Regions from separate parts of the Mus musculus genome. Here regions 1, 2 and 3 are each linked to region 4. The links are chromatin contacts, called in public Hi-C and promoter capture Hi-C maps. All regions are on one chromosome and are shown on one strand. The core of a region is the stretch at or near the end of the contact, and the rest is flanking DNA. Distances in the headings are between cores, read along the strand shown.

Region 1 (5,629 bases), core at 1,742-4,241, 810 kb before region 4:
TCTTGGCACTGTTGGTAGGTGATGGAACTGTGCTAGCTGGGCATTCTTAAAGCCATGGAGAAGATACCTTCAAAGGCGATACTGGAGCCCCAGACCCTCCTCTTCTCTCTTCTTTCCTGGCTATAAAACGTGATCAGTTCTGCTGTATCATAATGGGTTGTCACAAAGCCAAAGCAAAAGGATTAGGAACCAATCATGGACTGGAACCTATGAAATCTTATTTATTTATTTATTTATTTATTTATTTATTTACATCCACGTTGGGATGGAATTCAGGCCTTGTATATATGAGACAAATGTTAGCTCACTGAGCTACTTCTTGCGCATTCTCTTAGGCCTGCCTATTCAGATTCTTCTGGTTGTTTTTCTACTGTATAGTCAATTACTTTCTTATTATTCTGTATTTTTCTAGTGTTTTGGGTGTAAGCCTTCTGCTTGATGTGTTCCGTTCTTTTCTTCCACTCTGGGGCTTGCTTTCCCCAGTGGTGCTTATGTGAGTGTGCTCTGAGGCTTGAACCCTCAGCCTTATGTATGTGAAGCACCTGCTTCAGTAGGGAGCCACGCCCCTAATCTCCTTCAGCATGCTAGGCAAGCGCTGTTCTCAATCTTTCTTCACACCTCCCTTTGTGCATGTGTGTATACATGTGTGCGGATAGAAAACAGAGAACAATTTTAGGTGTCATTCCTCGGGAGCTGTCTACGTTGTTTTCAAGACAGGATCTCTCACCGGCCTGACGTTCTCCAAGCAGGCTAGGCTGGAGAGCAAACTCCCCGTGTCTACCTCCCCAGTGCTGGGATTGCAAGGCTGCATCACTGTCCTTGGCTTTTTTTTTTTTTCCATGAGTTCTGGGGATCAAACTCAGATTTTCGTGCTTAAGTGGCAAGAATTTTACTGGCTGAGCTATCTCCCTAGTTACCCTCTTAACACTCTCAATAATGACTTTGTTATTTTTAAACATCTATTTATTTTATGTGTCTGAGTGTTCTGCCTGCATAAGTGTCCATGCACCACATCCTTGAAGTGTGAGTGGAGTACAGAAGGCAGTTTTAGATCCACTGGAACCAGACTTAGTGTTGTGAGAAGCCATGCAGGTCCTGGGAATTGAACCCTGGTCCTCTACTAGAGTATCCAAGAGAGGACTTAACTGCTAAGCCTCCTTTCCAGTCACCTAACTCTATAATTTTTAATTTTGGAAGAGTTGAAGAAAAATTGTCTCTGATGTTGGAGTGTTATTTTAAATGGCTACTATATTGCCCCTGCTATCCTCTGCAGAGCTTTGCCCTGGTGAATGTGTTAATAGTGTGGTCAGACTTTCTATTGTTGTTGTTACATTAAGGCAAAGTATTTTATGTTCTTTATTCTTTATTCTTTCCTTAGCCTCCTAAATACTGAAGCATTACAGGCATGTACCACTACTACAACCAGATAGCATTAAAAAAAGATTTATTTTTAAATTTATATTTATGTGTGTGTATGTGAGAGAGAAAGAGATACAGAGAGACAGATAAAGACAGAGACAGAGAGGAACAGAAGGAAGAACATCTGTGTATGGATGTTTGTGGAGGTTAGAGGGCATCAGATCCTTGCCTGACAGGCAGTTGTGAGCCTGGGAACCGGAAGAATTCAAGTCCTTTGAGAGAGCAGCAAATCCTCCTAACCACTAAGCTGTCTCTGCATACATAATGTATGTACTCGCGTGCAAACAGTAAGTAGTTTTGTTTTCTGGGCCATATAGTCTGGTTTGCAACTACACTACTGTTACTGTTGTACTGTGAAAGCAATCATAAGCTACGGACAAATGAACGTAGCTATGTTCCAATAAAACTTTATAGACACAGATAGATTGTTGGCCTGCAGGTGCTAATTTCCTGACTTCTGCTTTGTAGGGAGGAGCATGGCCAGCCCTCCATTCTCTCTTCTCATTGGCTGGTATCAATGTTTGAATATTTCCATCTCCTCCCAAAATTTACCTTCGAATTACATCCTTCAAGCAACAACATTGGGACGCATTCTCATTTGGGGAGTGGAGACTGTACACAACCATTGTGCAGGGGGCTTGGAGATTTTATAGGGTTGAAAAAAGGGAACTTTAGGGGAGCAAAGTTTTATCTGTAGATTTTTTCATATATATATATATACATATATACATACATATATATATGTATATATGTATATATATATATATATATATATATATATATATATATGGTTTCAAGGCCCAAAAAATGCCATTGGATGTTTTCGTCACTAAGCTGGCTTTCTTGTCAGGTGTATCAGTACACTGACTACAGTTTCTCTGCTCACTTGAAGTTCATTGTTTTTGGTCATTAATTCTTCAGTGTGACTTTGGGAGATGATAGCACTAGAGGAATCCATCTGCAAGATGCCTTTGTAAAAGGGCTTGCCTCAGAGAGACCCTTTCCTGCCTTTCTGTCATATGACGATATGCAATGCCTTCCTTAGAAGGCATGCAATGTCAAAGTGCCACCTTGGTAGTAAATAGCAGCCCTCACCAGACAGCTAGTCCTGCCAGTGACTTCGCCTTGGACTCCTACAACTGTGATAAATGTCAACAGGTATCTGAGGTTAATATCATCAACCTTGGTTAGTTGCTTAAGGTTTCTGCCATCACTCACATTAATGGTTGAACTAAATATTAGAGGAGAGACTTGAGTTTCTGGAAATTTCCCATTTTCCTTTAAACTTTTGCCCACTTAGCATTCGTATCACTATAGAGAAGGCAAAGTTAGTTCCTTAGACTAAGCTATAGTATACTGTTTTTGAGCTGAGAGGCCAGAGTTATTTTGCATAAGCATGAAGGAAACAGACAGGATATAAGGAAATCAGGGGTGAATACGGCTATTAAGCGCCCCAAGAAGTACGCCTGCACTTTAAGATTTTCAATCAGGCGCCCCACGATCGCCCGGTTGCCCTGGAGACGGGGTCCTTTCTGACCGGGCCCAGCCATCTTGTGGTGCTGTTGGCCAATCAGCGGTTGCGCCGTGGCGGGGGGGCGGGGCGCGTGTCGGTGGCGCTCAGCTCGCGGTCATGGAGTCGCCGGTCGCCTTGCTGTTGCTGCTGCTGCTATGTCTCGGGGCCTTGGCCCCGACGCCCGGCAGCGCCTCCTCGGAGGCTCCGCCGCTGGTCAACGAGGACGTGAAGCGCACGGTGGACCTGAGCAGCCACCTAGCCAAGGTGACGGCTGAGGTGGTCCTGGTACACCCGGGCGGCGGCTCCACATCACGAGCCAGCTCTTTCGTTCTGGCCCTGGAGCCAGAACTGGAGTCGCGGCTTGCGCACCTAGGCGTGCAGGTGAGCGGAGGGAGGAGCCGGCGAACCTCACGCGGGATGCCTGAGGCGATCGGGGATCCCTGGGGAGGGGCGGGGAGGTTGAGGGCGTTAGGGATCCTCCAGGTGTCTGGTTGTCTGAAAGGCAGGTGTTGGAGGGGGACAGCGGAGAGGTTGGGGTCCGCCGTCTCTCTTGTCCGCGTGTCCTCTCGGACACGTCAGCACAAGCTTCCGAGCGTGGGGCACCGCCCACGTGGCTGCTCTGGAGCCCAAGGCGACCCCTTGGTCCCCTGGCGACCTCCTTCCGCACCCCAAGAGGATCTTGGCTGTGGCCGGGTGCGGTACTTCGGGTACCCAGCTTCTTTTCTGTCCCCTGGACTTGCTCGTCTAGTGGAGGACTATCAGTGAGTTAAGACAATTTATTTCCTGAATGCAATTGACTGGTGTAGTCTGTTCTCTCCAGACAGCAGCGTTCAGAAATACAGCAGGTTTCTGGTATTAAAGTTTGTCATTCCTCGCACCCGGTTAATGTAACACTCCTCTGAAAGCTGCTGCTTAACGCTTTCTTAATGTTCAGACTAATTGAAGAGTCAGCCCCTTATGCTGTACAGAAAGGTGAAGCCCAGGTCTGTTCCTCCCCACCGTCTCTCATTGGAACACTTCAGCATTTAGCCTTCTGTACTTTTCATTGAATACACTTTTATACCTTTCAAGGAAAGAAATCGCTGGCTTTGGGAATAGAGGGAATATCCACACAGGTTAATTTTTATTACTGTTCTCATTAACTATATTCATTAAGTGATTACCCAATTTACTAGGAGACTAAGCACACCACATTCTTTTTAACTGTATGGAGCTATAAAGCTGGACTTATAATAGTCACTGAAGTGACTCCTGTCCCCTTTACATTGAAGCCTTGTTCATGCTCAGCATGGCTTTCCTCAAATATTTCTGGAAAGACATTCATGACTTCATTGGATGCTCAGTCCTGTTTTGTGAAAATCAGTCATGACTTAATGAAGTCATAGTATAATCAGATCACAGCAGAGGCTTACCACCCTGCTGCTGTCCTGGTGGGAATTGCATACAAGTTGGGTCCCTCTACATGGCTCAGAGCATCCAAGTTCAATTCCACAGCCATCGGTAACTCCAGTTTCAGGGTGCACAGACCCACTTGCAAGCAAAACACCCATGTACATTAAAAGAAAAATTAGGAAAAGAAAAGGCTGTGGCAGGTATTTTAAGAACATTCCCCACCCTATAGCAACCTTTTGAGGCATAGGAATTCTTACATGACTGTGGAAGTATCTGGCTTTGGAGCTTATTAACCCCCCTCCCCCAAATGAAGGTCTGACTTGTCCCATACCCTTGGGTGTATTTGCATTATTGCTACCTTGCTTTCTGGCCTTGACATGAAATTAGGACTTGTGTTTCAGCTCTGCAGTCATGTTACTGACTTACAGTAACTTGTGTTAACTCTGGAGGAAGACGAGTTTATACTCCTTACCTAGGTGAGAAGCAACTGGGTGATAAAGAGGATAAGAAAGGGCACACATTGCCTTGGAAACTTAGGCGAGGTGGACGGAGTACAGGAACCTTTAAGGAGCTAGCAGGACAGTAGGATTATGTAGTTTGAACCATCCTTTTCTCTTACACTGTTTGAGACAGGGTGTTGCTGTGTTGTCCCTGGACTGTTTTGGAACCTAGAATCCTCCTGTCCCAGCCTCCAGAATGCTGATAGCTAAAAATGACCTTGACTGCTGATCATCTTGGCTGTCTGTCCCATGTACTGGGACTACAGCTGTGTACCACCATGCCTAGCTTTCTGACCTTTTACTAAGTAATGCATTTTTTTTTTAAGATTTATTTATTTATTATATGTAAGGACATTGTAGCTGTCAACTCTGCTTGCTCAGTTCCTGCTTGCCCCAGTCCAAAGATTTATTACTATACATAAATACACTGTAGCTGTCTTAATATGTCTAAATATTAAGATACTGAAATAGTAAAGATAATATTTTAAAAAGTGTTCTTGGAGTTGGGATATAGTGATAGTTGCCTATACAATTCCAGCAGTTGGCAGGAGGATCAATAGTTTAAGGTCATCCTAAAGGGAGTGTGAGGCTAGCTTGTGCTACTTGGGGCCCTGTCTCAAAAGAAATCAATTTCCTGTGGGGTTGGGGTGTGGAGCAGTGGTAAAGCACATGCTGAGCTGCACCAGGCTTTGAGTGCAGGTCTGAGAACAACACATACAATTATTCTTTGTAGTGTTATGTTCTCTGTTGGGAATTATTGCTTCAGTCCTAGGAAATAGTTTTTTGTTTTGTTTCATTTTGGTGG
Region 2 (6,405 bases), core at 2,036-4,535, 600 kb after region 4:
CAGAGCTTAAGAGCACTTGTTGCTTTTGCAGAGCATCGAAGTTCAGTTCCGAGCACCACGTGGTGGCTCACAACCATACAAAGTTCTAGTCTAGGGGATCCAGCACACTCTTCTGACTACTGCAAGGAACAGGCAAGCATGTAGTACACCTACTTATATGCAGGCAAAGATTCATACACATAGAAAAATAAATCTAAGAGTAAAAAATTTAAAAATCCACAGCACATTATTCATACTAGCCTAGCCCTGGACAGCCCCAGCACCTAGCACATGTACTGGACAAGTAAGCCATGGCACAGTCAGATGGGAATGTTATGAAACACTGGGAACAAACAGAAAGCTGTCAAATGCAACACAGGTAAATCCCACAAGCACACTGCAGAGCCAGAGGCACCACGGCACATACTTCCATAGGCTCACAAGCCAGTCGGGAGTGACAGGGTCAACATGGTGGCCCTTCTGTGATGCTAGAAATGGTCTACATCTTGGGTCAAAGAGCAATTATGCCCATGTAAAACTGTTTGGAGTTGATGGCTTCAAATTTACATGCTTTCTGTCATGCCTTAAGAAAACGCTAAGAAAAGAAAAAGAAAAAAGAAAGAAAGAAAAGAAATACCTGACCAACCACTGTGGCTATGGAGACCAAAGAGGAGATAATCTGAAATAAATCTCCAAGAGAGATTGCTGGGAAATGGCTGGAGCATAGTTATGGCCTCCAGAGGCATTATTCAGGGCTAGATGCATTTCGCAAGTTATACCCATATCAACAACACACAGACAGCAGGTAGTAGAGTGGGGATTTCCAGAGCTGGTTCTTTGCATCTGTGATAGAACAACTCAGGCAGCTATCCAAAGCAGACTCCCAGGCGCCTTCTATTAGACAACCCTCAAGTATCCTTATCAGCAGAGAATTCCTTAGAACAAGGTCCAGCAAGTTCCTATATATTGGTAACCAGTCACAGCTAGAATCTCAGCTTAGGTATATTGTCTTTATGCCCTTATGTCCATATGCCCAAATGATTCCAAGACTTGCCCAATCTTCCCTGGGGGTCCAACATCAAAATCTAGCACTCTAATGGGCATATGGACCTCCATCTGCCCAGAGACCTCTATCAGGTGTGGCCTCTTAAGACCCTGGTCAACAAAGAGCTGCTGAGAGCCAAGGAAAGCAGGTTTCTGGTGGGCTGCAGCCAGCTGGCTTCCTCACCTTCATGGTAGTCACTGCCTGGCTATGCTGTAGCCTGACACTAGGGGAGAGGAGCAGAGAGGCCAGTCTTCCTGTTGCAAGTATCATATCAAGAGGTAGACTATAATCTTCCAGCCTTGTCAGCTTCAGCCCAAGCTAGAGTTGCATTCGTGCAGCATGCAGAACCCCAGGTGCCACACAGCATTCTGGGACTGAGTTAGCTACTCTGTTCTTCTGGATTGCTCCTGGTAAAATTTAGACTTACTGTGCCTTCATCCAGCCTTAATAGCTTGTTACTGCCCTCCCCTAAAAACAAACAAAACAGAGAAAAGGCTAGGAATAAGCCTGTCTTTCCATCATGAGAATGGGATGGTGAGCAGAACTTCAGAGGATAGTGAGCTGACAGCAAAAGGCCTGTGCAAGGCATGGTGGCACATACCTGAAATCCTACCACTAGCACTCAAGAGTTAGCACAAGTACTTAAAAGTTCAGGTCCAGATTCAGTGATCCTCTCTTCCTATGAATAAGTGCTTAAGAGAAGCTGGCATCTTCCAGTGCAGCGAGATGCCAGAGAACATGGAAGCTGCTGAGAGGTGTGTTAAGGCTGATGACACCACACTGAGGTCAAGCCAATTTACTACACAAACATCTTAGAAATATCTACTCCCACCTCACCATGCTCTCACAGGCCTGGAAGAGAGGCAGCGGGCATGCAGATAAAAGCCATATGGGCCATTGCTCACCCCAGGCCTGCTTTAGACAGTGCTACAAGGCCTGATGCAGGAGGGGGTCAAGAAGGAGACATGAAGGACCAAGACAGCTAGATAGATGATGATCCCTGCTGAGGAAAGGTCCCTGGTAATGAGGTCTGCTGGCTTTCAGGAAGACTTGCTGCACAGAGCACTAAGTAATGGTGGCCAATCCGGTTGGATTCTGTGGGCAGAAGAGTTCATCTTCTTAACTAGTGAAATGTGAAGGCTACCATGTTGCCATGGTGATCTGCATTAGAGAACACTGGGCCCCACACTGACAGACTCCCTTTATAAGGCCTTCACTTACTTTCTCTTTACAAATACATTTTAATACAGAGTCAAAATCAGTTCAGGTAATAAACATAATGAAAGGCAGAAAGGAAGGTTGCCTATCTCCCTGGGGAGCAGCCACCTCTGGGAGCCTGACTCTGACTCTCTGAGTTTAGTGGTACACCTTGAGCACATACTTATGGAACAAGGCATCTAGGAAGGGCTTAAGTGGCTTTGTGTAGGGTGAATCCAACATAGTCAAGTCAAAGCACCTGTTTAAGGAGGGAAAAGAGCCTTTTGCAAACAATTGCAACACAGTGAGAAATGCTACTTCTATCTGTCAGCTGCCAAGGCACGGGCATAGAGAGAAGGACTTCCAGTCCAGCAGCATAGGAGAGTTGTCTAAAGCAGGCAGATATCTGGAGGCATGTCTTGATGCTACTCTTTGCTTTACAGGTCACCTTAGACACTCTTCCTACCAAGACTACCAGGGCACCCTGTCCTTAAAAAGAAAAAGCTCTGTGAAGAGCTGGACTGGATACACAGGACACAAACCCTGGCCTTTCTGCCTTGTCCTCAGGTATATTCTACTGCTCATAAGTGTCATGTAACATGATCTGGACAGACTCCTCTCTAATGGGAAGTAGGAAAGAAGGTGTAGAGGAAGATCAGGGAAGACAGCAAAAGAGGCAGCACAGCACAGCACACAGCACAGCACAGCACACAGCACAGCACAGCACAGCACAGCACAGCACAGCACAGCACAGCACAGCACAGCACAGCACAGCACAGCACAGGCCAATGAGAGACGGAAGAGGCAAGCTGAATCAGCAAATGAGGAGATAAAGGAAAGGCCAGATGCAGGCAGATCTCACAGGGCCTTGAATGCCATGAGAGTCGTGAAAGCTGCAGCAGGTTCAGGTCCAACAGAGGGAGGGTGAAAGTGAGGTCATAAGAGTCTAAGCAGGAGGGACAGACCCGTGCTGGGGGCCCGCAGGCACAGGCCAGGTCTTCACCAGAGCAGGCACTTGCAGGCTCAGCCTTCTGTGAAAGACAGCACAGATGTGGGGCACTGAAATGCACAGTCAGCTGGCGGGGAGAGGAAGCCAGGGGCTTTTTTAGGTAACTATCAATGCCCTAGAAGTGGCTTTACGACATCTGCCAGAAAAGCTTTTCATTTGGAAAAAAAATGTAAAAAGGCAAGAGGAAAATCTATCTGGCAAAACCCCAACATACTTGATTGTAAAGAGAAAACAACCCAACTCCCCTCTTGCATAAGGCTCTGCTGCCTTCTGGCTTTCAGGCATCAGCACAGACAGGCAACAACATTTTGCAAGGCTGCTGGGATCCAGATCACATGTTGCCATCTACTAAAAGTGAAAGGAGGTTGTATAGGCTGCAGAAGCCTCCTCATCCTTACAAGTTCCCAGCTGTGGATCCTCTAGGACTGAAGGAAAAGTCCATTGTGCTCCATCCACATTAGGTGAAGCTACTCCCAGGATAAAGTGCAACAACAGTCAATTCTTGAACCAGGGAAGTTCAAGAATCCTGGCCCACTCAGAACTTACAGAGCCTAAATCTCTGAGAACTAGCTCCTTTAGAAGGCCCTCAGCTTTCCCTCGGTGACAGTGGGTGCTGGCCAATTGAGGCCACTGATCATCACACCCCATCAGATCATAACAATGGCAACATGATCACTCTTTCAACTGGCTGTTAACATAGCCAACAAGAAAGCACTAAGCTTCCATGTAAGCTCCCTGTAATTCCCCTGAAAGAATCTTTCTCAAGCATCCAACTGGTAGTTGCTGCTAATGCCAGAAATTGTTAAAACAGTGTTCCTGCTCATAGGCCTCTAGTGTGTCCTCATGCAGGGGTAGAGCACAAGAGTATCCCAACAGCCTTGCTGTAGGTGTGGGACAGGGTAGAGATGGGAAGGAGAGCATGGGCAGAATGCTGAGGGCAGGGAGGTGTTTGATGTTGATAGACATTCATTTCTGGACAGGGGAAGGGGAAATGCTGTCTGAATAGTCATTCCTGAACTGTTGATTGCTCTGCACATGCTAAGGAGTTCCTCGTACCTCCAACAAAGGTATGTCTTCTCCTAGAGAAAGCAGGGATGAGGCCAGCAGAGGCACAGCCACATACCTTGACTTCCAAGTTATAAAAAGTTAGATTTGGCCACAAAAATGAAAGATATCCATCACATAGTCTTTTAGTGGGAAACTATGGCAATCACAAGAGAACCAGGACTAATGAGGCCACAGGAGCAGCAAGGGGCTACCTCCAACCTTAGAAGCACATCCCTCTGCTCTACACCCTCCTTACCTACACGGTCTCTCACCACATTTCAGAGCTCTTAGAAAAAGGCTCTTCAATGAATAAGTGCAAGATCAAATAAAGCTATAAATTAGCCTGCTTGGTGTTATGTCACCAGCAAAGTTATTTGCAACAAACATGGTTCCAAACAGTCCCTTTGTGGAATCTGCCCCACAAAGACTGGGTTGGAATTGGACTCCTGTACAATTGGACTCTTCCAACTGGGTGGGAAGTAACTAGAATCTAGAACTCATAGTTTCCCCAAAGTTCCTCAAGCCACAGTGAGTGGCCTTCAAGTCACTAATGCAATTTACTCTGGCAACAAACTCCTATGGTCAACCTAAATCAGCTCTATGCCTTTACAAGCTGGTGTATGCTGTGTTGAGGGACAGAGCAGTCCATTGTGGATCCAGGTTCAATCCATACAGTGACAGGCTGTCCAGATGCTCAGAGTAGGCTCAGGCCTATGAGTCATATGTGACAAGTTGTACTCTCTAGTGAAAAAGAGACTGCTTCTGTTCAGAGACAAGGCTGATGCTCTTCTCTGAGGGTATTTGTGATGACCCCTAGAGCAGGTGAGCACAGCACAAGGTGGCCACACCTAGCAGGTACTAAACTCTAAGAAGTTCACTGAAGGAAGGCAACCACTCATATTCAGTGTCCACTCATGTCTTTAAAATTTATTTATTTATTTATTTATTTATTTATTTATTTATTTAGTTAGTTAGTTAGTTAGTTAGTTAGTTTTTCAAGACAGGGTTTCTCTGTGTAGCCCTGGCTGTCCTGGAACTCACCTTGTAGACCAGGCTGGCCTCGAACTCAGAAATCCACCTGCCTCTGCCTCCCAAGTGCTGGGATTAAAGGCGTGTGCTACCACCCCCAGCTTAAAATTTATTTTTATTTATGTGTCAGCATGTTTGTATGAGTGTATGCTCTATGTACAGACACCTGCAGAGGCCAGAAGAAGACATAGGATCCCATGGACCTGAAGTTACAGGTGACTGTGAATCACTGATATGGGTGCTGGGAACCTAATTTGGGTCCTCTAGAAGTACAGTACATGCTCTAATGACTAAGACAACTCGTAGCCCTGACTCGTGTCTTCTTAAATCACCAAGTAACTTGGGAATGTGTACACACAGGGACAGGCATGTAACTTACTGACATTCAATTTGAATCTTCTCAGTCACAATACAATTGAATATTAATAACAATTCAGTATGGTCAATGAGGTAGGGAGAGCATCCTCTCTAGAAAATGAGAAGCCAGGACTCAGAGGAGAAGCATGGCATGGCCAAGGCCATGCAGCCAATGAAAGGCAGACTGGAGTTCTGGACCCAAAATATTCAAAATGGTCGACAACATTTTAAGATTTGTTTACTAATGGAGTTTTCATGTAAAATATCTGAACTAATTTGTTCTATGTCTGTATAATTCCAAAACACCATATTAGACTCCAAAAAACAATACAGACCTACGAACTTCCATTTTTTGCTAACTCAATCAGCTCTATAATACATAAACACAGAATTATGGTAGGTTACAGGATAGCCAGGCACTCCTCCCAGCAAGTGACAAAGCCAGAGACACGTTCAAAGATGCATGTAAGACACCAGAGGTGTCAATCAGTAGGGAGATGAAGGAATCATCCTTTAGAGAAGAGAGCAATAGGAAAGTTACGTTTGGGTCAGAAGCCCAAACACCAATGTACTCTCTAGTAGGAGACATGAACACCAGTGCACTTTCCAGGGATGTCAGGTGCCAGAAAAAGAGGCTTTTGCCAGTTTGTATATCAAAGCTGATAGCAGTTCCCATGAGAAGCACTACTCATTACTGTTCATTTCCCCTAGACTCAAGGTCATCTGTGAATTAAACACTTGG
Region 3 (6,357 bases), core at 3,253-5,752, 650 kb before region 4:
CAACACATGACATTATTAACCTTTAAAAAAAAACAGTTAGGGCTGGAGAGATGGCTCAGTGGTTAAGAGCACTGACTGCTCTCCCAAAGGTCCTGAGTTCAAATCCCAGCAACCACATGGTGGCTCACAACCATCCATAATGAGATCCAACTCCCTCTTCTGGAGTGTCTGAAGACAGCTATAGTGTACTTACATATAATAAATAAATAAAATATTTAAAAAAAAAACAGATCAAGGGTTTGAAGACAGAGACTGGGGCTGCAGGGGAGGTGGCAAGGACGCTGAGGGTCTTTTCCTCTAGGAAGAGTGAGTCTGGTGGAGGTCAGGAGCCTACAGGACAAAGTCAGGAATGATGGCTGCAAGAGAGAGCTGTCGAGGGGGCAGGGTCTCTAGCACTGTGAGACCCATTTGGGGTCTCTGAGAGGGGACAACCATGCACGCTTGGGAGTGGAGGTGCCTTTCACCTCCTCTCAACCCTCACCCGCCCACTTGTCTTTTATCACAGTGCCTGCTCTTCTGGTGACAGGCAAAGCTCTCAACAGCTTCCCCCAGCTCTAGCCCCTCCCTGCTTGCTCCTGGGTTTCCTTAGTAACCCTTAGTAGGTTCTTGTCCTATAGTTTCTATAGGTTCCATCCCAGGTATTTTGTGAGGGTCTTAGCCTCCCACTGAGGAGGGAGTACACATGCTAGGCAGAGTTTGGGGTGCTGAACAGTTGAGGTGCTGGGTAGAGGTGGGGTTCTGGGCAAATTTTGGGTGTTGGGTGAAATGTTGGATAGAGTTGGGTGCCAGGTAGAGGTGGAATATTGGGTAGAATTGGGGTATTAGGTAGAGTTAGGGGCTTGGGTAGAGTTAGAGTGTTGGGCCTTTAGGATGTTGGGCAGGGTTAAGGTATTGGGGTGCTGGGTAGAATTGGGAGCAGCTGGTTCAGTTTTATGGCTGCTGGGGAGGGGCTAGGCGAGGTGGTGGTGAGGAGAGAATAAATTTAGCCGCGCTGGGCACCTGGCCTCAGTCCTGGTCACATCTCTGCTGAGCCAGAGTTAGCTGCTCTTCCCCTGGATCCGGAGCAGGCAGGAAGGAGTGGTGTGGCATCGGAAGCCGGGAGAGGGAGCCTGTGTAGGGACACTGGGCAGCTGGGGCAGGAGGTGCTCTCTGTGGCACAGCAGGAAGGGGAGGGAGAGCCTGGCGAGGATCAAGGATGGCAGTGGAAGAGTGGTGGTCTTGGCAGGTTAGTGGGCTCCAACCATATCCTACAACCTTAACTGTCAGGCTAAGAGAACCAAATTTAGCTTTTGAACAGCAGAGAAGCAATGGAGCTAGAAGATGTGGTCCAGGAGGGCCTGGGGAGCATGGTGTCCACGGAGGGTAGAATGGTACCACATGTCTGCTGGGAGCTGGGATGGGGGGGGCACTGGCCCCACAGGGCTGGTGGGGCAGGTGGCTATAGAGCTCACCAACAGTGGAGGAGGAGCTGTAGATGTGGCTGGTATTTTGAATATTCAAGGTGGCACATTGCCCTGTGGGTGAAGGCTGACCAAATAGTAGCATCCCGAATGCAAGCAGATGTGTTTGTAGGGATGTATGCCTAGTAGGGACCCCCAAGACTCATCAGCAGCCAGTTCAGTTGTTCTTCACATCCCAGGCACTACTGTGTTGGCACCTGGCCAAGTCTGCTGTTGATTCTGCCCAGCACTAGGACAGGTAGCAGAGAGGGACAGAAAGCCACATCCCAGTGCTCATCCTACAGGGACACTGAATGAGTGAGGAGAGCAGAGAGCAGTCTGAACACAGCTGGATGGTCTGACCAGCAGGGGAATGAAGCCCAGGGGGGTGAGGGGCACATGTAGGTGGCCAGGCTGGTAGGCAGGATACAGCCACTCGGCACACAGACACTCAGCACACAACCACTCAGGACACAGCCACTCAACACACAGTCACTCAGGTCACAGCCACTCAGCACACAGCCACTCAGCACACGACCACACAGGACACAGCCACTCAGCACACAGCCACTCAGGTCACAGCCACTCAGCACACAGCCACTCAACACACAGCCACTCAACACACAGCCACTCAGGTCACAGACACTCAGCACACAGCCACTCAGGAGACAGCCACTCAACACACAGCCACACAGGACACAGCTACTCAGCACACAACCACTTAACACACAGCCACTCAACACACAGCCACTCAGGTCACAGACACTCAGCACACAGCCACTCAGGAGACAGCCACTCAACACACAACCACTCAGGACACAGACACTCAGCACACAGCCACTCAACACACAGCCACTCAGCATACAGCCACTCAGTACACAGCCACTCAGCACACAGCCACTCAACACACAGCCACTCAGGACATAGTCACTCAGCACACAGCCCCTCGGTACACAGGCCAGATCATCTTGGGCCTTGGAAGTCTAGGCCTAGTAGGATGTCCTTCTGGGTGAGGTGCGCTGCGGGGCTGGGAGAATGGGGCAGCTGCTATTATCAGCTGTCTGATGCGAGACAGTAAGAGCTCAGGTTCATGCTTTGTTACTTATTTGTGGCTGGGGATAGAGATTAGTGTGTAACACAATTCCTAAAACATTCCCAAGTGTGTGTGTGTGTGTGTGGGGGGCTGGCAACACAAAATATTTAAGGGGAGATAGAGAGATGGCTCAGCAGTTAAGAGCACTGGCTGTACTTGTAGAGGACCCAAGTTGGATTCCCAGCACCCACATGGTAGCTCATATGGAGTTACAACCATGTGTAACTCTAGTCTCAGGAGATCTGATTCCCTCTTCTGTGGACACCAGTTATGCATGTGGTACACAGATATACATACAGGCCAAACATTCATACACATAAATAAAACTTTATATATACATGTACATGTAGGAGAGGAGAGAGAGAGAGAGGGAGAGAGAGAGAGAGAGAGAGAGAGAGAGAGAGAGAGAGAGAGAGAGAGAGAGAGAGAGAGAGAGAGAGAGAGGGGAGTTTGATTTAAGGGCACAAAAGAGCCAACAGGAGCTGCTAAGCTGCTTCTGTATGCCCAGCTGTAGGGTGGTGGCTCTGTGGCAGGGTTGCAGGGTCTGGGGTAGGATGGGGACTGACTTGAGGATTGGTCTCAAGAGGCTAAGCAGGGGGCAGGATGGGACATAAGTGGCCCCAGGTTGGCACTCCAACTCAGGGAGGTACAGAGAGCAAACGTTGGGTAGGATGGCTGAGGACCCAAGGCAGAGGCAAGATTCTCTGGCTGATCATGCACGGGTCCACATGCCCCGCACTGACCACTGCACATACTGCCTCACAGGAGAGAGAGATGGCTCCAACAGGCTCTTGGAGAGTGAGGACCATGGCGTTGCATCCACAGACCATGGCTCCAGGGAGTGTTGCCCACTTGTTCATTATTTTCTGGGTAGGTGTCACTCCTCCCAGATGGACGCTTTGTGCTGAGCAAGTGGATGCTGCTGCCTCACAAGAAGATTCAGCAGGTCTGCAGCCCCAGCCACAGACCCTGTCCCATATTCCCGCAGGACAGTGACATGCTGGGCCCTCCCTCACTGTGAGTGTGGAGTGAACAAGGTAGGAGCATGGCTGGGGCTGTGAGAGGGACCAACACCCCGCCCCTCCCCCAGTATAATGCAGGACAGGTTCTAGTATATAAGGCAGGGCAGGGACAGCGGAACTGTCCCTCCTCAGTGAAAAGCAGGATGGTCCCAGGGAGAGGGACTGCTGTCCAGTGTGAAGCAGGATGCTCCCCATGCATACATAGGCAAGGTGACAAAGCACATGAAGACAGCACTCTATGGAAAGGGTGTGGACTCTGGACTCATTCAGACTGGGTGCAGAGTCCCCAGGCCTCACACTATCAGATGACCCTGTGAGGCTCTCCTCCTCTATTCCTGAGCCTCAGCTGTGTGTGTCCCTGGGTTGAAACTGGGATGGTGACCACCAAGCCCTACCTGGAACAGAGCCTGAGACAACCCAGCTATGCCATCAACCTTAATACCTCAGACCTTATGGCTGGCAGGTGGCTTGCAAGGGGCCCAGTGCCTGCATACTCAAGGGTGCCTGCCTGAGGGGGTTCCCTTGACCTTCACCAGACTCTGTCACCTGGCCTTTTGGGGACTCAGGAAGGAAGGGATGGAGGGAAGGACATCTTACAGGCTATCATGAGTTTGTGAGTGAGAGTATGTGCCACACCCACAGCAGGCTTGTCACATGTGATACAGGGCCCTATTGCCCTAGCAGCTCCAACTTCCTCGGTCCTCCCTGTGCTGGCTACTTGTCCTTAACTGGAGGAGCAGATGGCCATGGAGGAGGACCGTCCCTGCTGAGAGCACTGGGGCTGTAGGGAGGATCTGGAGTGCTGGGGTGCCCTGGGGATCCACTTGGAGGTTTCCTTTCCAGGCTGGGCTTATGCAGCAGCTGCCTGCTGAGGCTGGGTGGGCCCTGCCCTTAACCAGCAGCCTCAGCACGGCTACCCATGTGGGTGCCCCTACTGGCTTTCCCAGCACCTTCCGGCCACCGGGAGATGCTTGTCTGCTTTATCAGTGGTCCCCATGACTCTGACAACTGTCTCTCTTATCGGTGGCCCACTGCCTGTCCACGCCACAGGCTCATGCTGTGGCCTCTGATCTGTGTTGTCTTTGGAGCTCTGCAGAGTCTATGATGAAGCCTCTCCCCATCTCACAGAGGCAAGCAAACCACCTGCATCCCAGAGAGGAGACCTAGCCCACAACTGCAGGTGATCTCTGACGTGGCTGACGCCAGGCCTAGAGAAGGCTCTATCCCCTCAGGGTTGCTGGGATAGTGATAGGCAGGGCCAGACAGCATACTGACGATTCTTTCCCTCTGGGCAAGTACCAAGAACTGGGAGATGCAACGATTACTGGCTATCGCCCAGTCATCTTCACTCACATCTGATTAGAGAGGCATTGCTCCATCTTTCTCTGCCTTTGCACAGTTTTGCCCAGCACCCACCCACACCACCTGCCTCCAGTGGCGCCACCCTGCACCTGCGAGGAGCTGCCTGAGGCTCTCCCCTGTGTGTCTAGCTCAGGCCTCTTCCCAGCCCCAAATCTGAAGCAGCCTAGTCATCAGGGCACTCTCCTCTGCTGAGGCTGTCCCTGGATCCCCACTACCCAGCTCCAGAGTCTGCTCACATCACTTCTACTCCTGCTTCTGTCCCAAGCCCAGCTCCACTCATCTCTGCATTTCCTGGTCCACAGGGAGGGTGACGACCTTCAATTTCTCATCTCTCTGCCTTCACCATCAAGTGTTGGGATTTCAGGTGCTCACAACCTGGGTAATAAAACATGTAGATACAGGATGCAAGCAAAGGGCCTCAGCTGTCACTGGCAGCCACCCTGATGGGTACCATGCTGAGAATGGATCTCTACATCTGTGTAGGACAGACCAAGATGCAGGGGCAGCTTATGTCCCCACTGGAAGGAACAAGTGGGATGAGTCCCCATATACAGCTGTGTTCTTTACTGGCTCCTGAGGCCTGAGTGTCTTCTTGGCCATACTGGGGGTTGGGTGGGGTGGCAGGGTGCACTGTCCCGAAGATAGGGTTTCTTCACAGGTTTGGTCCATCATGGGTAGTGGTGGAGATGCTGTTGCTGGTGACAATGGTGTTGGTGACAATGATGTGAATTTACTGATGGCCGTGACAGTGATGAAATTAGTGCTGGAAGTTTATGATGGGGGTCAGTGGTGATGGGGAACAGATAGTTTTGTGTGGGTAATGGATTTAAGGGTGGAGTAGGATTAGAAATCTGGTCTCTGTAACCTGCTCTAAGCTCAACTCATGAGACCTTCGAGAAACTGGTTTCCAGAGACTTTTCCTGGGTCTCTGGGAAGCCTGTCCCCTCCTGCTTTTCTCGACCCCTAGCTGGGGTCCCTCTGGTTCTGTAAGGGTCTTGCCTACAGGATGCAAAATGCAGAGGGAAGGAGTTGGGACGAGAGCCAGAAGACCCCGTGGGCCTGGCTGGAGAGGCTGCCACTTCTTCCTCCCACCTGGTCATCCAGGTCCTGATGGAAGAGCTGGAATTGTGGGCTCAGGGTAAGACAAGTGCAGAGCCCAGCCTATGAGGGACAAGAGAGACAGAAAGAGGCAGATGTAAAGGGCAGAGGCCTGAAGCTGGAGAGTGAGCAACGCATAAGTCTCCTCCTGGGGCCCAAAGAGCCTTCTGGAGCCCTGCTGTGGAAAAAGGTTTCTGGCTACCTCCATCCCTGCCTCCATGAGACTTAGGGAACCCTATGGCTCAGGGGAGGGTGGGGACTGATGGGAACCACATAGAGAAAGAAATCCCCACCCTACCACTGTCCCTTGCAGCTGTGTACCTCAGGGCCAAACAAAGCCTGG
Region 4 (6,244 bases), core at 463-2,962:
GGGGCTTGCCTGGGCTTTAGGGTCTAGTCTGAGGTGTATACAGTGAGCTAAATGCATCTTCCCAGTGGGTGATGAACCTCCACATCCCAACCAAGCCATATACAAAGGCAAAGTCACCAGGTTGGCTCATACACTCATGGGTCCCCAAGGCCAGGCCACCAGACACGGGGGGGGGGGGGGGGGGGGGTCCTTCTGCTAAGCCACCTAACCACAGCCTACCTCTCCATGCCATCACCAATGAGTTCCTCTCCATCCTCTTCTTCCTCCATGGGCCCCTCTGTGCCCAGCAGCCCCTCAGACTCATCTTCAAATGGGGGGAGGTCTCTGCCAGGGCTGGAGGTCAGGGCGTCAGCACGTCTGGAGCTGCGGCCTGGGCTGGAGGTGAGGGGATCACTGATCCGGCGCCGCTGACGGGCAGGGCTAGATGCTGAGAGAGACTCAGAAGACTCCTGTAGGAGAAAAAGTCTGCCATCAGACACTGGAGGGACACAGGCTGACAGCCTCCTGGTTACCATGGGGCCTTCCCACAGTCTGTCTCCTGTACACTAGGCATTGTTCTCAGGGACATATTAGTCCCTCAGATCTGTCCATGTCTGTCTTATGAAAAACCTCGGGGGCTATGTAGTTTTTTTTAAAAACCTGTTTATAATCTATTTTCACACCCCACTTAGCCCAAACCCCACAATATGCTGGGTGCTGAAACAAGAGGTGAAGATAAAAGAGGCATCAAGGAACACTATTCTAGAAGTGAATGGTGGAAAGAACAGATCTTTAACCTTTAATGAAAACGCTAACAGTAAGAGTAGGGAAGCCGAGCCAGGCAGTGGTGGTGCACGCCTTTAATCCCAGCACTTGGGAGGCAGAGGCAGGTAGATTTCCGAGTTCGAGGCCAGCCTGGTCTACAAAGTGAGTTCCAGGATAGCCAGGGCTATACAGAGAAACCCTGTCTCGAAAAAACCAAAAAAAAAAAAAAAACCAAAAAACCAAAAAACCAAAAAACCAAAAAAAAAAAAAAAAAAAAAAACAAAACAGAGTAGGAAAGCCGGGCCTGATGTCACAGGCATGAAATCCAAAATACCTAGAGGCTGAAGCCTGATGATCGCCAAGTTCAAGGCTAACCCGCACTACAGAGCGAGTTCAACCCCAGCCTGGGTTACTTAGTGGGACCCTTTCTACTTTCTTTCTTTTTGAGGAAGGGTTTCTCTGTGCAGTTTGGCTGCCCTGGAACTCACTCTGTAAAACTCAAAGACCCGCTTGCCTGTAACCCCCTAGTGCTGGGATTAAAGGCATACGCCTCCCCGGCCCAGCTATGAGACTCTCAAGAGAGAAGGGATGCACGCAGCTACGTGGTAGCCGGCTTTCCCTACATGCGCGGGGCTCTGGGTTCCATTTCCTGCAGCCTCACCACCATAAGTGCGTGTAAACCCGGGGCCTAGAGACACATGAGGAGAGCAGAGACGACCCGTCCCAGACTGGTGCAGGTAGCCCCGCACTCAAGCCTGCCACTAGAGGAAGATACCGGCCAAGCTAGCCGAGATCGCTGAATACCGCCCGCCCGGGATCAGCCCATTCCTCACCGCCATGTCTGCGCTAGCTCCACCGCACCAGCTGCCACCGGTTTTCGCGCGAAAACTAGACCACGTGACCCGCCCATGCCCGGGAAGCGCCGGGAGGACTCAGACGTCACTACGTCCTCGTCAATCTAGAGCGGAAGGAGGGCTAGAATGTTTGGGCACGCCCACACCAGAAAGCCCCGCCCCGCTCCCCGCCCACAGCTTTCAAAAGGCTGAGCCCTCGCCTCCTGCACACCTAGGCTTAACCCTTCAGCGTTTACCACGCTAAGGCAAGGAAGCGGGACTTTGGGTCACTAGTGGCTCTGAGGACCAATCCGGCCTTCTAGAGTGTGACCTAGGTATCTAAGTGTCGGTATGGCCACTTGTTGCAACTGAGACTGTTTCCTGATTTCTTTTTTTTTTTTTTTTTTGGTTTTTCGAGGCTGGGGTTTCTCTGTGTAGCCCTAGCTGTCCTGGAACTCACTCTGTAGACCAGGCTGGCCTCGAACTCAGAAATCTGCCTGCCTCAGCCTCCCAAGTGCTGGGATTAAGGGCGTGGGCCACCACTGCCCAGCTTGTTTTCTGATTTCTTCCTGATTTGGCATCAACCTCTCCCAAAGCACTGAGGTTCAATCCTTCAAGCACCCAGGCTGCTGTGGGCTTTTATCAAAGTGGGAATCAATTGTACTTGGCTGCAGTTGGCAAAGGTATGGGGAGGATGTTCCAGGTGAAAAGGGCCTGGTGCGTGATGCAGTACAGCGAAGGCTGGGAGTATATAGGGATTACCACTCCCTTGGTTCAAAGCTTGTAATGCCCAGGAAAGGTGGGAGAGTTCAGACTGCAGATTAGCAGTCTGTCTAGGAGTTGGAGCTCTGTCCTGACATGAGGTCACCTGAGGGATCTGTTAAATCGAGGTGTAGGATGAATCAGTAGCTACCACCTGACGAGGTGGGCAGAGACAGGCTGAGTGCTTCCAGTGAGAGGCCTGCTACTGTTCCTACAGTCTTAGGCATCTGGTTCTCAGCTACTGGGCAGGATGTGACTTCTGCTGTATGCACAGCATCAATAATCCCACACAGAACCTAGTGTAGGGCAGAGAGGAAATCAGGAAGGACGCTCAGAAAGGGGGATCTGCAGGCTTTATAGTACAAGAGATACCCCAAGGTGCTAAAGGGTATCTTAGGGAGATGGGCTAGTATGACCTCTGAGACAGGAATCCACACCCTCTTGTCTGCTGGATGCCACTGTGGTACCCAGAGCTGCTATCGATGCAGGAAGGTACTGCATCTATATGCCAGAGACTCAAAAATAAATAAATAAAAAATAGAAAGCATATTATGCCACCATAATAGGATATGTTCTTTGAAAAGCTGACTGTGTCCACCATAAGCCCCTAGGCCCCTACAAGTTCCAATGATATGACAAGCACCCAATTCTTAAAAAAAAAAAAAACAAAAAACAACTTATCTTCCTCCTTTATAGAATCTCTCATTACTGGTCTGCCATTCCATGCTTACCCATCCTTACTAGCAGGGTGTCATGGACAAGATAAACCAGAGCCACATTCTGTGAAGAGTCCAAGTAGCCTGGGCCTTGCTAGACCTGGTGACAACGGAGAGGGGTAGAGTCACCACAGGCCTGGAAGGACCCTGCAGGTGGGTAATCCCTTTACTGTAATGGGATAGAAAGAGGTGTGGTTTGTAATTTTGAAAGATCAGAACAGCGAGTGAGATTGACATAGGGAGGGTCCCAGTGTCCCAAACATGCTTTAGGTTCCCAAGATGGGCACAGCTGTCCATACCCTGCACTGGTGCAAGCCAGGAACACTACCTGACCGATCCCCATTCATGTGACTTCCTGGATGCCACACTGTCCTGTATGCAGAGGCCACAGTGATGGAGGAGCAACTGCCTCTGCTGCCAGAGGGAAAGAGGCATTCGATGACCTCCATCACTCAGCAAATGCCGTAAAAATCTCCCAGACATCACACATGGAGCCCCGAATTCCAGAGGGTCAAGTGCAGAGTGACATACTGTTACTGTTCTTCTGAGACATAGCCCTGGCTAGCCTCAAACTTGAGACGATAGTTCTTTATTTTTATTTTTATTTATTTATTTATTTATTTATTTATTTCAGAGACAGGGTTTCTCTGTGTAGCCCTGGCTGTCCTGGAACTCACTCTGTAGACCAGGCTGGCCTCGAACTCAGAAATTCGCCTGCCTCTGCCTCCCAAGTGCTGGGATTAAAGGTGTGTGAGACAATATTTCTGTCTCAGCCTCAAGAGCACTGGGATTACAAACATATCATCCCACCACACCCCGTTTGCTTAGTCCCTAGGCCCTTGTGATTGACAGTGGGGTTTGGGGACAGGTGCTGGAGAAAAGGCTTAGTGGTTATGAGCATGGTTAGAAGCCCTGAGTTCAATTCCTGTGGCCTTTTTGACACCTGGAGGTCAAGGAGGGCCTAGGACATGTATTTTGCTATTATTCCTAAACAGGGCACTGTATTCTCTTGGCAGGAAGTTGGGAGCTCTTGATGGTTTTCAGGGTGGCTGTTACAGACCTTGTAGGCGCAGGCAGGCACAGCCAGCTTCTGTGACTAAGACCAAAATGGACAAATGGGACTAACCTGGAAGTCTCAGGGATGCTAAGTCTCGGACCAATCACAAAGAGGCCCAGAGTCATTCCAGCCCCTGTGTGACCAGGACGGGGCAGTCCTGGGATCCTATAATAAACAGGTGCCTACATCTTTAACCAGCACTGAGGCACCTCTAAGGTGTTGCTGAGACACACTGCCCCCCCCCCCAATGCCTGAGGAAGGGGTAGGCAAGTCAATACCTACTCTTGAGGGAGAGCCCAGGAAGCTCTCTGTGAAGAGAGAATGTGAGAAGACAGGCCCGAGGTTGCATGCAGAGAAGCCCAAGGGCAGCCACAAGTTTGAAAATACATGGCCTATAGGGCAGATCCTGTGGCCGGCCAAAGGTGCACAGGTAAGCAGATGACCTGAGATGAGGCCTCCAAGTTGCCCTGGGGGTGTCCCACAGGGAGGGAAGGCGACAGACAGGAAAGACTGTCCCTCTGGAAGGCACCTGCTTAAGCAAGAGATCTGGTCTGGCCACTTCCTAGCTGGATGGCTTTGGACTTATTCCCTTAACCCCTTCAGGTTTCTTCTGCAAAACGCCACTAATAGCACCCAGCCTTCAGGGTGACTGAGACCAGGACTGGAGCCCTGTAAACGCCAGATCCCTTTGAAGTGGGCAAGCACAGGGCGTCCGAGGAAGGGATGCCCTTCCTTCCCTCCTTCCTAGTCCAGGTGACCAGAGGTCAGTATTTATGGGGCGCCGGTCCCTTAGGCGCCATCCTCAAAGACATAGGGCGACCCGGTCGGAGGACTGGAGCTGTCCGCAGAAAGATGCGGGGCAAAGGCACAGCGTGCTCAGTACGCTTCCCGAAACGCTTTAGGGGTAAGCTGTGCAGAAAAAAAATTCTCCCCTTTGAAGTTTCCGTCACCCACACTTTGCTTTGCTTCGACTGCAGTCCCTTTAAGAGCTCCGCGGGCCGCCTCGCCCATCTGAGGAATTTTATTGGTCTGTTCCACTCCTGTGGGTGGAATCCCGTTACGATAGGCTGCTGGAGGCCGAGGGGGCGGGGATGAGTGCCACAAACAGGGGTTGTGACTGTTTTCACAGTTTTGCTTAGACGAAAAACACTAGCCAAGGCGCCTGAGAGTCGCCGCTGCCAGGGGAGGACCGGGGAAGTCCGCGGGTCCCGTGAGTCCTGCGCGCTGGCGGCGTCCGGCCACCTCTGACCGATCCACGTAGCATCTCAGCTGCGGTTCTTGCGCGACGCTCCCCGGTTCTCGCTACCTCGCAGGGGTCGGAGTCCCGCGGCCTGCGCAGCCCTGCTCTCAGGTAAGCGCGGCCGAGTCCTCATCTCCTGCTCCGCCAAGCTAGCGAGGAGGCCCTGCCCCTGCTCCTTCTTCGGGTTCGGGCCTACCGTCTCCTTCTGTCCCCGTGCCACTTGGGGTACAGCCGCAAGACAACCTTTGAGAAGTTTCTGGGGACCCTAGCGGTCAGGACCGGATCCTGGATGGAGCTGGACACCCGCCGCTCCGGGTGCAGCCAGAGCTCAGCGGCAGCCGGAAAGACCAGCCCATGCTCTGCCTCTGCCTTCCTGGCCTTGCGGAAGGAAGGGCAACTCCACTTAGCTCCGTAGCGAGGAGGGGGTGGTGGGGTCTGGGGTCCAGACACCCCCAATCCTTGTCCAGCCTGGTTGCATTGTGCTGGAAATGTGTGCGCGTCATAGCATTTTTTTGAGATCTTACCTGTTCTAGAGGGTTGGGTCACAAGACCTAGGACAGACAAGACACACAAGCATGTAAATACACCTGCTGCCGATGGAGTCCCAGTTCTATAAACAGCACACCAAAGAACTGGGTGGTGGTGGAGGAATCGGGAGGTGGAGGCAGGGGGGAAATCAGAAGTTCAAGACCTGCCTTGGCTTTTTGCAGAGTTGGAGGCTAGCCTGGGCCCAATGAGACCCTATCTTTAAAAACAATCATTGAAAGAACAACAGCCAGGTGGGCTAGATAAAGTCCACTTAGAGGGGGAGGTAATGAGTCAAATGATGGGATCAAGCTGCGGGTAAGCAAACACAAAGGCCCCTGAGGTAGGGGAGATATAAGTTGGTGGC

The links. Promoter capture Hi-C pulls out the DNA fragments that hold promoters and counts their contacts. Hi-C and Micro-C count contacts between places; a contact is called where the count stands out from the background.
Region 1: a promoter capture Hi-C map of embryonic stem cells shows a contact between it and region 4, with 2.3 times the contacts expected there. The contact joins the promoter of Rpn1 here to the promoter of Mcm2 in region 4. A contact is called at or near these places in 19 of 39 promoter capture datasets (the 3T3-L1 cell line, 3T3-L1-derived adipocytes, the C10 cell line and 12 more), 2 of 484 Hi-C or Micro-C datasets (B cells and CD4 T cells), 10 of 115 datasets of contacts at active chromatin or transcription factors (the 230-238 cell line, the SCID.adh cell line, T-cell acute lymphoblastic leukemia and 6 more) and 2 of 9 other capture datasets (adipose tissue and liver).
Region 2: a contact with region 4 is called in a promoter capture Hi-C map of hippocampal neurons, with 4 times the contacts expected there. The contact joins the enhancer-like site here to the promoter of Mcm2 in region 4. A contact is called at or near these places in 3 of 39 promoter capture datasets (cranial neural crest, hippocampal neurons and liver), 3 of 115 datasets of contacts at active chromatin or transcription factors (bone marrow-derived macrophages, embryonic forebrain and large pre-B cells) and 1 of 9 other capture datasets (liver).
Region 3: a contact with region 4 is called in a Hi-C map of the G1E-ER4 cell line, with 2.2 times the contacts expected there. The contact joins the enhancer-like site here to the promoter of Mcm2 in region 4. A contact is called at or near these places in 2 of 39 promoter capture datasets (liver and pre-B cells) and 1 of 484 Hi-C or Micro-C datasets (the G1E-ER4 cell line).

The regions. Positions count from the first base shown.
Region 1 is chr6:88,081,482-88,087,110 of GRCm38.p6, forward strand. Rpn1 (ribophorin I) reads left to right here and starts at 2,992. Exons shown (of 10, transcript NM_133933.4): 1 at 2,992-3,313. The coding sequence starts at 3,050.
Region 2 is chr6:89,495,931-89,502,335 of GRCm38.p6, forward strand. The region is part of intron 4 of Chchd6 (coiled-coil-helix-coiled-coil-helix domain containing 6); the gene reads right to left. Among named protein-coding and RNA genes, the nearest start is that of Gm46966, 46 kb to the left of the region's middle. Within about 2 kb of position 3,286, at least 41 of the 459 cell types and tissues checked have an H3K27ac peak or open chromatin away from gene starts, as enhancers often do. A contact at or near this core is called in hippocampal neurons, where this site is marked.
Region 3 is chr6:88,247,764-88,254,120 of GRCm38.p6, forward strand. No RefSeq gene overlaps it. Among named protein-coding and RNA genes, the nearest start is that of Dnajb8, 29 kb to the left of the region's middle. Within about 2 kb of position 4,503, at least 15 of the 459 cell types and tissues checked have an H3K27ac peak or open chromatin away from gene starts, as enhancers often do. A contact at or near this core is called in the G1E-ER4 cell line, where this site is marked.
Region 4 is chr6:88,897,068-88,903,311 of GRCm38.p6, forward strand. Mcm2 (minichromosome maintenance complex component 2) reads right to left here and starts at 1,713. Exons shown (of 16, transcript NM_008564.2): 1 at 1,578-1,713; 2 at 220-449. The coding sequence starts at 1,583. It overlaps Tpra1 (transmembrane protein, adipocyte asscociated 1), which reads left to right and starts at 5,184. Exons shown (of 12, transcript NM_011906.2): 1 at 5,184-5,463.